Linked DNA regions of Mus musculus: all the other regions are linked to region 1. Evidence: chromatin contacts called from public Hi-C and HiChIP or PLAC-seq data. All regions are on one chromosome and are shown on one strand. Each heading gives the region's core, a stretch centred on a gene start, on an enhancer-like site or on the middle of the called end of the contact. The rest is flanking DNA. Distances are from core to core; before and after follow the strand shown. Region 1 overlaps Cux1 (cut-like homeobox 1). Region 2 has its middle 16 kb from the start of Cux1. Region 3 overlaps Cux1 (cut-like homeobox 1). Region 4 has its middle 9.0 kb from the start of Gm38722. Region 5 holds the start of Cux1 (cut-like homeobox 1).

Region 1 (2,700 bases), core at 18-2,517:
GGTGGCTGCTCTTGTTCACTGCTCACAGCCAGTGAGCGGCTGCCACTCAGTTTCTAGGCTTTCACATGAGCCTTCTCAGGCATATCCAGGCAAGGCAGTATCTATGCCCAAGCCTACTTCCTCCACTTTCAGTCCAGACTTCCCTCTGGCTGGAAGAGTTCTAGGGAAGAGCAGGGTTGGGAGGAAGTGCCAGAACTTTGGGGCTGGCTGCTTGACCAGAACTGCCAGCAGCTAGAAATGACAAACGTCACCTGCCAGGGCTGAACAAGCAAGTGATCTAACATAGTCAAATGACCTAACACAGAGGAAAAACAAGTGGCATTGACTTTGTTCCCTGTAAGAGCAAGCCAGCAGGTATCTATGAAAGGAATGGTCCTTTTGTCTAGACCCTTTATCATTCAAAAAGGGAGACAGAAAGGAACCTATCCTTATCTGTCACTGTGTACCTCGGCAGTGGCACACAGGAACATGGCAGCTCTTTGGGAGAGGTATGAAGGGAGAGTGTGGAATCAGGTTCCCAGGTTATACCTAATGGCCCCTTGGTATTCACATGAGCCTGAGGTGGACATTCTATCTACTGTTCCCACCCCACAATAGCAAAATGAACAAGAGGAAAGGACAGAGGTACTACTGTGATGGCAGGGCTAGGGTGGATCATGAAAACAACAGGCTCCGGCCACCTGTAAAAACTGTCCAGCTCCACGAGCTTCCTCTTCTGTTTGGGACTCACCTCCTGACAGCCACACCTCCCCCCACCCCCGCCACACCCGGTCACTCCCTGTTCCTGAGAGTACCAAGCAATTTCCACTCAGCCTGGAAGGCGCCTCATTGGAATGTTCTACTGATCTCTGGGGCTGGGCTCAGTTCTACCTATAAATTGAGGCCACTCCCACCAGCATAGGGCATCAGACTGTTGTTACCAGGCTACAGAGCTGACTCGCCTCCTCTGGGCAATCCCAAAAGGACGATTTTTGCTGCAGCTTCTATATTCTTTCTGAGAATGGAAACCCACACTCAATGAGGAAGGTTTTCACCTGCAGGAAAGCTCATGGTCTGGGAGTCTGTCATCACATTACTCTGAAGCTGGTTAATAAGGAAAGGGTTGCCTGCGCATGAGCACCTGTTTTTTGGGACATGGTGTAAAGATAGCCTTGGGCTGTTACAGCCACTGCAAACACTTTCCCACCACACACACACCTAGGCAGCTTTCTACAAGTGAGCCTCCCCATCTCCCTCCAGCAACATGACCACACACTTCCACTGTACATTTCCTCTTTCTGTCTTCTCATTTTGAGTCAAGGCCTCATAGAGCCCAGGCTGGCCTTGAATTTGACATGTAGGCAAGTATGTGCTTGGATTTTTGAGCCTCCTGCCTCCACTGCAGGAATGCTGAGATCATAGGTGTGATCCTCTGTACTCAGTTTAGTAGTTGTGGGTGATGGCTTTGTGCATGCTAGGCAAGAGTTGTACTCATGGAGCCACAGGCCTAGTGTGTTTACACTTGACAGTTGGGATCTCTGTTGAAGACTGTCTGTATTTAATATTGCACTATGCTAGTGCAAAGGGGGAAATGTAACCTTCCCAGAGTAGTCCCTGTGTGATGCTGGCTTAACTTAGGGAGCCGTGACTCTTTTATTCCAAAGTTGACAGTGCAGCTGAAATAAGTCCCAAAACATATATAGAGATAACAAGTTAGTTTCTATATGAACGACCTATAACAGCAGTGTTTCATAGCAGTAGCAGGAACAGCTTTTTCCAGGATCCTGGGCATGGTGGCACCCCTGCTACCCCAGCATCTGGGACTGGCAGGCAGAAGGAACAGGAGTCAAGATCATTCTTGCTGACATGTTGAACTAAAAGTCAGCCTGGGCTACAAAAGAAAAGTCTCTTTTCCTTTTCCCTTTCCCTCCCCACCTCTTTTCCCCCTTCCCCTTTCCTTTCCTTTCCTTTCCTTTTCCTTTTCCTTTCCTTTCTTTTTTCCTTTCCTTTCCTTTCTTTTCCTTTTCCTTTCCTTTCTTTTTTTCCTTTCCTTTCTTTTTTTTTTTCCTTTCCTTTCCTTTCCTTTCCTTTCCTTTCCTTTCCTTTCCTTTCCTTTCCATTTGTTTATTGAATGTGGAGGTCAGAGAATACTATACAGGAGTCAGCTCTCTCCCTCTATTATGTGGGTTCTGAGGATCAAATTCAGGTCATTAGGCTTGCTGGCAAATGCCATTCCTGTCTTTGCCACCTTGCCAGCCCAAGCCATCCCACTTTGGATGAGGAAAGTGTGCTTTAGTAAAAATCTGAAAGAGGATGTAGCCACAAAGAATGAAATGGGCAAGAGCATGGCCACAGCAGAGGTGTGGCATGCCAGAGGAGGAAGCCCTCAGAGAGTCAGACTGATAATTAACATCCTCTCAAGACATTTGCAGGGCCCTTAAGTTACCACCGACTTCCATTTTCAGGAAGGGACTGCAGGCAGCGCTGTTGAGGATGCTGGATTAGTTGCCTGCCATTTTCCTAAAGCTCAAGCAGACTTAGAGGTAAGCTGCAGAGGACAGGTCACAGTACAGCAGCAGGCTAGGTGCAGAGGTGGGAGGGCCCAGCTGCCTGGCTCATTCACTGGCTCATTCGTTCATTCATTCCTTCATTCCCACCATGAAAAAAACAGTGTGAAGAGGTTTACAATCTCCACCCAGCAAGCCAGAGCCTTCTCTTCCT
Region 2 (2,700 bases), core at 116-2,615, 190 kb after region 1:
CCCTGAGAAGGCACAAACAACGGTGGGGCATGAACCACACACTATGCGGGCAGCGTGTTCCCTGGGTAACTTTGAATCGGTTACTAACCGGTCTACCTCAGTGTCCTCAGTACTAACTTAACATAAACTGCTCTTCCCATACTGATGGTGAAACAGTGAAGAGCTAAGAACAGTCTCGGGGGATGGAGAGGTGGCTCAGTGGTTATTCTTCCTGATGACCCGTTTCATTTCCCAGCACCCGTATTGGTGGCTCATAATTGTCTGTAACTCCAGTCCCAGTGGCTCTAACACCTCATCCTAGCCTTCAAGGGCACTACTCAAATGTGGTGAATAAACATTTGTACAGGCAAAACACTCATATGTATAAAATATAGTTAAAGGAAAAAATATGTAAAGGGTTTTGATATGTTTGGGGGTCTCTTGCTATGAGGCTCTGGCTGGCCTGGAACTAGCTATGTAGACCAGGTTGACCTTGAACTCATAGCCTGCCTCTGCCTCACAATGCTTAGGATTAAATATGTGTGCAACTACACCTGGAATATAGATATAAAATAAAGCATACAGTTTCTAGGCTAGGGATGTAGCACAGTGATAGATCAAGCTTACTTAGTGTATGCAATATCCCAGGTTTAATTCCCAATGTTGGGATAAAAAAGAAAGGGGTGGGGTGGGGGCGGCCATGCATTAGTTGGTAGATTGCTTACCCAGCAGGCATAAATAAAGCCTTGGTTCCATCTACAACATGCATAAACCTAGCATGGTGCATGTCTATAATCCCAGCACTCAGGGGTAGAGGCAGGATGATCCAGAGTTCAAGGTCAGAAGCTATAGAGGTGGCTCAGCAATTAAGCACACTTACTCTGGGCGAAAATCTCAGTTTAGTTGCCAATACTCCTATAAGATTGTTCACAGTAACCTACACTCTAGCTCCTAGGGATCCAGCGCCCTCTCTGGCCATCACAGGAACCTGCACTTAGATGCACATACTCACAAACACATGTGCATCCACAGAAATAAGAATTTAATTTTTAAACAGAGGTTGTGGTTATCCTGTCTGTATAGAGCATTTAAGACTACCCTGAAGTATATGAGACCTTGTCAAAAACAAAACAAAACAAAATAAAACAAAACAAAACAGCTTCTGCCTCCTCATAATTATCAAAAGGACCCTGTGGGATTTTTGCTAGGATTAATTAAGTTACTTACTATACTGAAAGCTTTAGGCCTGGCACAAGACACTCTTGTTTGAGATAGGGTCTCCTGTAACTCATGCTGACACTCCACTCCTGATCCTCCTGCATCCACCTCCTGAGTGCTGAGATTACAAGCAAGTGCCACTTTGTCTGGCTCTCAGCCAGTTTCGGTTTTGCTTCTTCTTCCTCATTCCTGAAGGGATCTTTGGCCACACCCTTCCTTCAGTATGTCTGCTCACTAATTGTGCCTAATTTTTGTCATAGCAACAATTAATTTTGTTCACTAGGCCAAATGTGTCTTACAATAGTCATAGCTCAGACTTTTGTGTTTTGAGACAAGGTCTTGTGAGATAGCCTAGGCTGGTCTAGGACTCTCCACTCTCCTGCCTAGAACCCCTTCCCCAGTGATGGGGCTGAGGGTCTGGTTCAGTGGTAGGGTGTGGCTCAGTGGTAGAGCCCCTGCCTAGAATCCTCCAGGGAGGGGCTGGGGACGTGGCTCAGTGGTAGAGCACCTGCCTAGAATCCCCCAGGGAGGGACTGGGGGCGTGGCTCAGTGGTAGAGCTCCTGCCTATAGTTCTCTGGTGTGTGGAAGAATGCTTGCTTATCCTGTATGGGCGGCCCTAGGTTCCATCCTGAGTAACATTAAGAAGACAAAAGGGGGTGGGGGTGGGGTGGGTATGGGGGACTTTTGGGATAGCATTGGAAATGTAAATGAGGAAAATACCTAATTAAAAAAAAAAAAGAAGAAGAAGACAAAAGAAAAAGATGCCTCCTAGATGAGAACAGGGCTCTTGCCTATTCTCACCTCTCTCAATCCACTCACAAAGAAGGAGCAGAGAGGCCTGAAGTGACCGCACACACCTGCCTTCATGGATGGTGATGAAATCAACAGAAGCCTGCAGCTTTTTTGACCTCAGGGGAAACTGCTGGTAAGCTAGTTTTGTCACTCATGAAAAAGCCTTTTCAGGTCATAGGTAGTTTTCAGTCTGGCTAGAGGGCTCTGAGTCAAGGTCCCTTTAATATCCTGTAAGTTAAGAGTAAATCACAGAGGTTCAAGTGGACTTCCTGGACAACCTCCCCTCCTTGTTTGAGCAGAAGTGTCTTGTCCTGACTCCTCCTCCATACACACACCCTTTGGTGCACTGGGCTTGGCTGTAACCATGGCAATGGACTTGTCTTTCCCAGATTCCTAAGCCTCTGGACTCTCACCTCCCCAACTCCCCAGAGGTCCAGTGATTCACCAAAGCTGCTCCAAGTCCAAAGACCCAGAAGCCTAATAAACCAGTCTTCCCACCTACCACCTCACATCCCACCAGGCAACTGAGTGCTCCTTGTTTTGTGTCCCGAGGCCAAGATTGCAACAACCATCCAGGAGGCAAGCAGCTCCAAAGGACAGCCGGCACTTCAAAAACACTGTGGAAATCAGACGGGAACTTCCTGCCTCCTCCCGGCTAGCTGTCTAGCCAGCAAGCTCTAGCCTGGGAGGTTAAGCTTCCCTGGCAAGCC
Region 3 (2,700 bases), core at 194-2,693, 130 kb after region 1:
CAGTTGTTTTGATTATTTTGAACATCCTGTTTTGGAGATATACAATGAACTGTACACAATCAAATAAGATCTAATGATACCAGGATTTATTTCAAACTTAAGCCAAGTTGAGGATAAAATAGGTTGGCTAGAACAAGGCTGGCCACGGGTATGGAAATACTGAGGCTGTATAGTGAGCACAGAAGAACTTACTACACTCTGCCACTCGGGTGTGCATTTAAAATCTCTTATAACAGAAGTATAAGACAAAGTGCTAGAGGTGTAGCTCTGTGGTAAAACCCTTGCCTAGCATGAGCAAGGCATCTCTATCCCCAGCTCTTAAAAGAATTAGACAGACACAGAAAATAAATATTCTGATCCAAATTGTCCAAACTTCACTTGTCATCATGCCTTTGGAGCTGGGAACCTCAGGTGTGATATTTCTTTCTCAGCACACATAGAGGGCTTGTAATTGTAGAAAAATCCACTCGATGCCCTTACCTTCAGCCTGGTGAACATAGCCTGGCAATATGTAGGTGGGCATCACACCAGGATTAAGCCTGGCCTCTCATGTAAATCAGGTCACTAACCACTCAGGCAAAGGCAAGCCATGCCCTTTCACAGGCCAGTGTAAAGAAGGAAAGGAGTTATTCTGAGGCTGAGAGGCTGTGTTCTGCCTTCTCCAGTACCGCCTGGGCCTGAATGGATACCATTGCATGGGCAGGATGCCCAGCTGAAGGGCAATTAGTGGCTGGAAGGCCAGGTACACACACACAGCCTAGTCTCAAGAGCAAAGGGTGCTTAACAGAGCACACATTTCATCCACAGCATAGCTTAGTTCACCCTATAACCCTTCTAGAACTTGGGGTTGTGGAGATAGCTCAGTGCAAGCATGAGGACATAAGTTTGATTCCCCAGAACCCACATTAAATTTTTTTAAGTCAAGTATAGTGGCACATGCTTGCAGTCTCAGTGCTGAGAGGGCAGAAACAGAAGTACTACTCATGCTCACTGGCCAGCCACCATAGCTGAATCAATGGATTCCATGGAAAAATGGTCAGGTGTGCTATAGCATGCCTTTAATACCAACATTCAAGAGGCAATGGTAGGCAACTCTCTCCAAATTCCAGGACAGCCTACTGTACAGAGTGAATTCCAGGCTAGCTGAAGCTACATAATATGATTGTCTCAAAAAAGGGGGGGGGGAGTGAAAGACCCCTTCTCAAAAAGTAGAGAGAGTAACTGTGGAAGACACCTAAGATTGACCTCCAACCAGCCACACACACACACACACACACACACACAGAATTTAAGCAGTGACAGCAAGAGTTATCCTGACTGTCCTCATCATGCACCCCAAAGCCTAGAAAGTTGGCTAGCATATGGCCAAGTGATGTGAACAGCTAGCATGAATCCAGAGTTAGAGGAAAAGTCCCAAGGAAATGACTCACACTGGTAACGGAGATTACTGCTCTGGTGATTGACACAAGCCACCAGCCAGTCCAGGCATGTGAAAAATCTCCCACATGCTTCAAGGCCTAGCAGAACTACCAGCAAATTAGGACTGGTGTGGACTTGCTCTCTGCCCAGTCCCACTTCACCCTGCTTCTACAACAAGAGCCCCCAGCCTTCCACTTACCTAGCCAGGCTGGTCTCAAGGCCAGGGACAACATCCTACCCTGCCAGAGTACTATGCCTTGGGGATACAACTACCACCAATAAACAGCTGAGTGTGCCTGGCAGCTTATTACACTCAGATGACTACATTTCCACAAGTTTGGGGTGGCAATGGATTGCAAATCCAACACCTGTTACTGGCTCTTCATAGCTAGGCAGCTAAATGTGGAAAGAGATCTTCCCCGTCATAGATTCTGTTCCTCAGAGAAGTGACTATTGTGCAGTATTGTTTCAGATGATCAGCATGAGCCACATAGACACCACAGTGGGGACCAGGGATATGACCTGAAGCATATCACATGTTCAATAACCAAGGTGGCAAACTGGGGGAGTGGCTCAATAAAGTGCTTGCCTAGCATGTACAAAACCCTGGATTCTGTCCCCAGTATCTCATAAACTGGATATCAGGGCATATGCCAATAATTCCAGCACATGGGAGGTGGTGGCAGGAAGATCAGAAGCTTAAGAACATCCTTAGCTACATAGCAAATTAAAAGCCAGCCTGGGCTACGTGAGACCCTATTTCTAAAACAAACAAATAATGAAGGTGGTCACTGCCAAAGGAAAACATCCCAAGCTTCACTGCCAGCAGGGATGAGCAACACCGCTGACACTATCCCCTGCCTCCTCTATGCATGAGGCCAGGTGACTATGTCCACAGTTAGCATCAGTCAGAATCCCTCTCAGTCTAAGACACAAGATGCCCAAGTCAAGAAGAGTCTGTGCAGGTTGCCAGGCTGTCAATGAAGAAAACTAAAAGCTTGCAGGGCGGGGGCTGAGTGATAGAGCAGTACCTACCAAGTACAACCCTTATTCTGTCCCCATCATGGCAGCAACAAGAAGATACATGTTTAAATATTTATGAATACTGTGATGCCCTTTTCAAAGTCCAGGACTGGGGCTACAAATGTGACTGGACTGCTATGAGCCAATAAAAAGAAGGGAACAGCAGAGGGGTTCATGGCTCTAATCTTGCATACATTTGAAATCTTTCCAAGGAAATTTTTTCTTTCTAAATTATCTTCTACAATACCAACAGCAATG
Region 4 (2,700 bases), core at 17-2,516, 230 kb after region 1:
ACTCCTAGAGTTTGTCCTCTGACCTCCACAGGCCGGCTTTGGCATAAGCTTTCCCTACCCCTACTCCCTTAAAGTGATCTTTTCTTTTCTCTTCTTTTCTTTTCTTTCTCTTTTGTTTTTGTTTGTTTTGCTTGTTTGTTTGTTTGTTTTTAAACCCTCAAAATGAACAAATAAATTTTAAGAACCCTCTAACCAGAAAAGAAACAACAACAGCAAAACAGTAATAAACCCAGGAGCATGATCTTCTGGTACACACATGTAACTGACAGGCTGACAGGGGTCAGCCTGGGCTTCAGAGTGAACCTTGCCTTAAACAGACCAGATACACAGTCTTGAGGGGAGATAGGAGTTCTACTGGATGGTCCCACTCTCATCTCGGGAGCTTGGACCTATCCAGCCCCACCTTGGTGGTCTTGTTTTCTGCCACGTGTTTAGAGGAGCCTTTTTTTTTTTTTTTTTTTTTTTTTTTTTTTTTTTTTTTGAGACAGGGTTTCTCTGTATTGCCCTGGCTGTCCTGGGACTCACTTTGTAGACCAGACTGGCCTCAAACTCAGAAATCCACCTGCCTCTGCCTCCTGAGTGCTAGGATTAAAGGCGTGTGCCACCATGCCGGGCCGAGGAGCCTTTTTTATTAAGGAAGCTTTCATCCAGGCCGACCTTGATCCTTTGCAGAGGCCATGGGAGCTAAGGAAAGTTAGGGAGCAAGAGAAGCTTTTTCTCTTGTGGGAAAGCCTTGTCATCTTTCCAGGTGAGGATGGTAGCCCCGATTTTCTCATGAACCGGCATCCCCAAAGGCAGGGATCATTCTGGATTGCTTTTGGGAGTCAACTCATTGCTCAGGACTTGGGAATGCCGTAGGTCCTCAATCAATACTCCAAGGGTTGGATTCCGCAGAACCATGTGCCTGCGGCACCCATCCAGCTAAGATAGTCACAACCTCGGAGTAGGCTTAGGGAGAGGTGGCCTGGCTTCAGGAGGGTATTGGGTGCAAAGAAAAGCATCGTGGGGGGCCGTTTGGGGTCCTCCCGGGGCGCTTAACCTTGGCTTTCTCTGCTGGCTGGGTTGTGGCTCCTTACTCCAGGGCCTCGGGCTGCGCGCCAGAGAAGAGGAGGAGGCGTCTACCGTCTGCACCCATCACCTGAGCTGTACCGGGCGGGGAGGATAACAATTATTGGGAGAGGTTGAAAAAAAAATCATTATCAAATAACTACAGCTTGCAAAAGTTGGAGGGTGGAAAGGAAAATGCGGTCCGGATCGCTGCAGGATCGCGCGGCTGCTGGAGCTGCGCCGCGCAGCGCCGCGGTAGCCGATCTGGAAGGAGAAACATCTGCAAGGCATTTGTGCGAGGCTCACCTTTGAGACCTCGCGGTTGGAAGGAGGCGCTGAGTTCGCGCAAAAGGAAAATCGCTCCAAGGTTTTCTTAGGGGGACCCTGACTGGCGCGGGCTGAGGAGGCTAGGGAGTTGGGGAAGAGCGCCCCCTGTCAGGCGCACGAAGAGCCTTGATGACCCGAAAGGAAAGCTACCACCTTAGCCTCAGTTTCCCAATCTTTCTCTCTTTACCCCTCCTCCTTCCCCTCACCCTCATGTAGCCCAGGCTTTTTATGTAGCTGAGGCTGGCCTTGAACACTTCACCTTCCTTCTTCAGTCTCCCAAGTGCTGGGATTGCAAGTCTGCCTTCTAAGATACATTTTCAGCAGTATATGAATGGGAGTTAACGTTAAATTCACCAATCCGTTCATGTGACGAATTACGATGTCACTTTAAAAAAATCTTTAAAAGATAGCATGTCCAAGGAAAAAGGGGGAAACTTTTTTCCTGATAAAACAGAAGTGGCTTTTCGGAAATGTTTTTCCTTTTGGCAGCTTCATAAGACACTGTGATCAGCCAACGCCTTACTACCCTTTCCTCTGCAACAGCCTGCTTTCCCGTTCCCCCTCTCTCCTACCTTCATGCCCCTCTCTTATACCCCCACCCCGTAAGCAGTCACAGCCAGGTGTTCATGACACCAAGAGTCATTGACAGCCCACCACATGCTTCACCCCCATTCTGCTCCTCCCTTCCCTCTTTCCAGATGTTCCCTGGGCCTTGGAATGGTGACACAACGTGCTGGGTGGGACCGGGCATTCAGCAGCCACCTGTTCTCACCCCTTGGACCAGCTGAGTTCCCCCCCCCCCCAAGCACTGCCCATTCAAGAAGCCCTTCTCTGGTCAAAGCTGAGGGCTTCCTTAGTCTGTGTGTGTCCCCCCAAAACAAGGTTTCTCTGTGTAGCCCTGGCTGTTCTGGAACTCACTCTGTAGACTAGGCTGTCCTTGAACTCAGAGCTCTGCCTGACTCTGCCTCCCGAGTGCTAGGACTAAAGGTGTCTGCCACCACCGCTCAGCTTAGTCTATGGGTACAAGCACTGTTTCGAAAGCAGTTTAGGATTATGGAGATGGCTCAGTTACTAAAGGCACTTTCTGCTACACGTGAAGACCTGGGTTGGCTCTCCAGGACCCACAGGAGAGAGGAGAGAACCAACTTCTTCAGGTTGTCCTCTGGCTGTCAAAACTTGTGCCATGGGTGTCCTCACATACAAAATAAGTAAATAAATGCAATAAAAAAAATTAAGAATAGAAGGCAGCTTATGAGGTCACTTGACAGGTCACCAGGAGTTCCCTGTAGGGCCTGACCTTTCCAGGCTCAGACATTTCCCCAGTTC
Region 5 (2,700 bases), core at 174-2,673, 170 kb after region 1:
CTCCGCAGTCACTTTCACGCAGAAGACACACAAAAGAGCGCGGGGCTTGCGGGTTGGCCCCGGGACGTAAACAAACGGGGTGGGGGAGGGACCCGCCACACCGGGTAGCCGGTGCCCTGGCCGGGGCGACACCGGTTGACAATCCCTTACGGGAGTAGTGGAAAGAGGAATGGTGGCAGCTGGGCCCAAGGGGAACGATCAAGGAGCAGCCAGGAGCTCCAAGCCACCCGCCGTCTTCACGACAAGGGGCCACCCGCCAGCCTGGCCGTCGCCGCCACCGCCGCCAGCCGCCGGTGGCCGATCTGACCCTCCCCCGGAGCCGGCGGCACCACAGCGCCACCAGCTCCAGCTCCGCCGCGCCGGCGGGGCAGTGGCGGCGGCGGCGGCGGCGGTCCGCGACTCTCTCCTCCAGGAGACAGAGGAAAGAGAGAGAGAGAGAGAGACAGGCGCTTCACCCCCCACCAGCAACTCCCCACAAACTTTCCCCGGGAATACGACGGGGCTGAGCCGGGGGGAAGGAAGGACGTGACTGGCGCGAGGGGGACTAGCGTCCCGCAGCTCCCCTTCTTTGCAGCCCTGCCACCCCTCCAGAGCCACCCCGTGGCGCGTCCCCCTCTTTAGCGCGCGCGAGTTCCCACTGAGCCCCCGTGGGGGGGGGGGACCGCCGCTCCCCCCTCCTCTCCACCAGGGTCCCGCGACAACGACAGCGCGCGGGGTAGGCGGCGGCGGCGGAGAGGACGATGAGGATGATGATGGCGATGATGGTGGGGAGGAAGACACCCTCCGGGGTTGAAGGGGGCAGACACCGGGGGGCAAAGATGTTGGTGGCGGCTGGCGGCTCCGGCGCCATCTTGGGCTGATCGATGAATTGAACAAAGAGGATCAATTTCTGATCAAGCCGAGTGATCAATGAGAGCCGGGGAGCCCGAGGGACTCGCCGCCGACTCGGCCCCGCTCTTCTCCCGGCACCCCCCTCCTGCTTTCCCCCGTCGCCTCAGCACCCCCGCCAGGGCCCTGGCAGCCCGGAGTGTCACCCTCCTTCCTGAGGGAGGCCGCGACCGCCCGCAGCCCTCACCCCCCGGGCGCGAGGCCGAGCGCCGAGAAGCCTGACCTGCAGCTGCTGTAAATCAAAGCGCTTCCAATATTGAAACATCGATCCCACATTGGCCGCCATCTTGAGACATATTGAGACGGAGTGAGAGGCTGATAGAGAGGGGGCTGGAGTTCAGGAGCCGCCAGGAGGCAGCAGGCGGGCGGGCGCCAAAACCCGGCCTGGAGCCGGCCGCCGCCTCAGCCACCGCGGACGCGGACTCCTTCCTCCTCACGGCGCCGCCGCCGCTGCCGCCGCCGCCGCCGCCACCGCCTCAGCCATGGAGTCCGAAGCCTGAGGGAAACGCGGCGGCGGCGGCGGCGGCAGCCTTGACGCGCGCGCGCCGCGCTCTCTCTCCACAGCCCGAGCGCGGGCATCCGGGGCCCTCGCGACCCCTCACCCTTTTTCCCGCGCGCCCCGCCACAAGCCCCCCTCCCAGGCCGCGCTGCGACCCTACGGCGGCCCGGCCTCGAGGGGGCGCTGCGGGGTCTCCTCCGGACCCCGCAGCTCACCTAAAGGGCGCCCTCCCTCCCCAACACCCCCGCCCCCGGGAAGGTCGCGGTCGCCGGTGGCCAGCGCTTTAGGATAAGGTGCCCCTCGCTCTGCGCGCCTGAGGACAGTGGGCTGCGCTGCGGCAGCGGGGCGCGGGCGCTGCGCTCTTTCGCACGGTGCGCGCGGTGGAGCGAGCGGAGCCCACCTGCACAGCCGGCGGTCGGGACCCCACCGGCCAGCCCGCGCGCCGGGGCTGCGGGTGACCTCACTCCGCTCCCCTATGCGCTCCAGCTGGGGGACCTCCAGACCACAGCGGTCGTGAACAGTGTTTCATATTCAAGGAAGTGCAATTGTGTCGTGGTAAAGGGGGCGGAGGGGGTTGACCACCAAGCCTTGGAGCCTGCGGCTGCTGCCGCCGCGACTCCCATTCACGTCCTACACATTCCGTTGCAATCCCCAACTTGCACCGGGACACATCAGCGAGTGGCGACGGCCTCCCCACCCTTCAGAGCCGCTCCAGCGTCCGCCAGGACTGGGGCAAGTCTTGGAGCACAACTCTGTCCCAACCATGCTTCTGCGACACAACCCCAGAAACTTCCTCTGGGGTTCACACAACTCCGCGCCTCCGTCTTTGCAGGCAGAAAGTTTGAGAGCGTGCAGTGCACTTGAAACTGAGCGCTCGTTCCTAAGTTTTGAAGAAGAAAAAAAAAAAAAAACAAAAACGCTCACATTTAAACCGGGAGTGGGGGGAAGGAAGTTCTCTTTACATTTCCTTCTAGACCCAAAGCACGCGTTTCAGGATCGTCATCTTTAATGGATTTATTCACACCAGAGAGTTTGCGTTTACAGTAGGAACACAGTGTTTTCACTTTGCTGCACTTCGGTGAACGTGTAATTAGTTAAGACAAATCCCTAAATTCCTTAATCTTGAAAATTATATGTAAATAACGTCTGTATGGAACACCAAACATGACAGTAGAAAATAATTGCTCTCTGAGCCAAGTTTGAGGGCTTAGCGTTATTCGGTTGCGGTGAGATCGATATTTTTGGAGAACGAGGTTGGAAATGAAAGTCCCCCCGAGATTTAAAGAATACAAGTGTTCCCGGGTCTTGCAACT

What was found. Hi-C and Micro-C count contacts between places; a contact is called where the count stands out from the background. HiChIP or PLAC-seq counts read pairs in DNA pulled down with a chosen protein or histone mark.
Region 2: a contact with region 1 is called in a Hi-C map of bone marrow-derived macrophages, with 22 read pairs. The contact joins two enhancer-like sites. A contact is called at or near these places in 4 of 484 Hi-C or Micro-C datasets (B cells, Th1 cells, bone marrow-derived macrophages and 1 more) and 1 of 115 datasets of contacts at active chromatin or transcription factors (embryonic basal ganglia).
Region 3: a Hi-C map of bone marrow-derived macrophages shows a contact between it and region 1, with 37 read pairs. The contact joins two enhancer-like sites. A contact is called at or near these places in 2 of 484 Hi-C or Micro-C datasets (bone marrow-derived macrophages and peritoneal macrophages), 2 of 115 datasets of contacts at active chromatin or transcription factors (the HPC-7 cell line and embryonic stem cells) and 1 of 9 other capture datasets (embryonic stem cells).
Region 4: a Hi-C map of bone marrow-derived macrophages shows a contact between it and region 1, with 25 read pairs. The contact joins two enhancer-like sites. A contact is called at or near these places in 3 of 39 promoter capture datasets (the C10 cell line, cranial neural crest and hippocampal neurons), 9 of 484 Hi-C or Micro-C datasets (CD4 T cells, the STO cell line, adipose-derived mesenchymal stem cells and 5 more), 10 of 115 datasets of contacts at active chromatin or transcription factors (astrocytes, bone marrow-derived macrophages, craniofacial prominence and 7 more) and 1 of 9 other capture datasets (embryonic stem cells).
Region 5: an H3K4me3 HiChIP or PLAC-seq map of the 230-238 cell line shows a contact between it and region 1, with 58 read pairs. The contact joins the promoter of Cux1 here to the enhancer-like site in region 1. A contact is called at or near these places in 13 of 39 promoter capture datasets (the 3T3-L1 cell line, the C10 cell line, HPC-7-derived erythroid cells and 9 more), 2 of 15 datasets of contacts at CTCF or cohesin (CD8 T cells and the NIH/3T3 cell line), 48 of 484 Hi-C or Micro-C datasets (the 3T3-L1 cell line, the AML12 cell line, B cells and 33 more), 35 of 115 datasets of contacts at active chromatin or transcription factors (the 230-238 cell line, DN3 thymocytes, the HPC-7 cell line and 26 more) and 4 of 9 other capture datasets (adipose tissue, bone marrow-derived macrophages, liver and 1 more).

Annotation. Positions count from the first base shown.
Region 1 is chr5:136,395,639-136,398,338 of GRCm38.p6, forward strand. The region is part of intron 3 of Cux1 (cut-like homeobox 1); the gene reads right to left. The region is part of intron 2 of Gm16599 (a long non-coding RNA gene); the gene reads left to right. Among named protein-coding and RNA genes, the nearest start is that of Gm16599, 4.1 kb to the left of the region's middle. Within about 2 kb of position 1,268, at least 67 of the 459 cell types and tissues checked have an H3K27ac peak or open chromatin away from gene starts, as enhancers often do. A contact at or near this core is called in the 230-238 cell line, B cells, the BV-2 cell line and 8 more, where this site is marked.
Region 2 is chr5:136,582,501-136,585,200 of GRCm38.p6, forward strand. No RefSeq gene overlaps it. Among named protein-coding and RNA genes, the nearest start is that of Cux1, 16 kb to the left of the region's middle. Within about 2 kb of position 1,366, at least 61 of the 459 cell types and tissues checked have an H3K27ac peak or open chromatin away from gene starts, as enhancers often do. A contact at or near this core is called in bone marrow-derived macrophages, where this site is marked.
Region 3 is chr5:136,530,433-136,533,132 of GRCm38.p6, forward strand. All of the region lies in intron 1 of Cux1 (cut-like homeobox 1), which reads right to left. Among named protein-coding and RNA genes, the nearest start is that of Cux1, 36 kb to the right of the region's middle. Within about 2 kb of position 1,444, at least 73 of the 459 cell types and tissues checked have an H3K27ac peak or open chromatin away from gene starts, as enhancers often do. A contact at or near this core is called in bone marrow-derived macrophages, where this site is marked.
Region 4 is chr5:136,621,990-136,624,689 of GRCm38.p6, forward strand. No RefSeq gene overlaps it. Among named protein-coding and RNA genes, the nearest start is that of Gm38722, 9.0 kb to the right of the region's middle. Within about 2 kb of position 1,267, at least 141 of the 459 cell types and tissues checked have an H3K27ac peak or open chromatin away from gene starts, as enhancers often do. A contact at or near this core is called in bone marrow-derived macrophages, where this site is marked.
Region 5 is chr5:136,566,067-136,568,766 of GRCm38.p6, forward strand. It overlaps Cux1 (cut-like homeobox 1), which reads right to left and starts at 1,424. Exons shown (of 23, transcript NM_001291234.1): 1 at 1,112-1,424. The coding sequence starts at 1,174.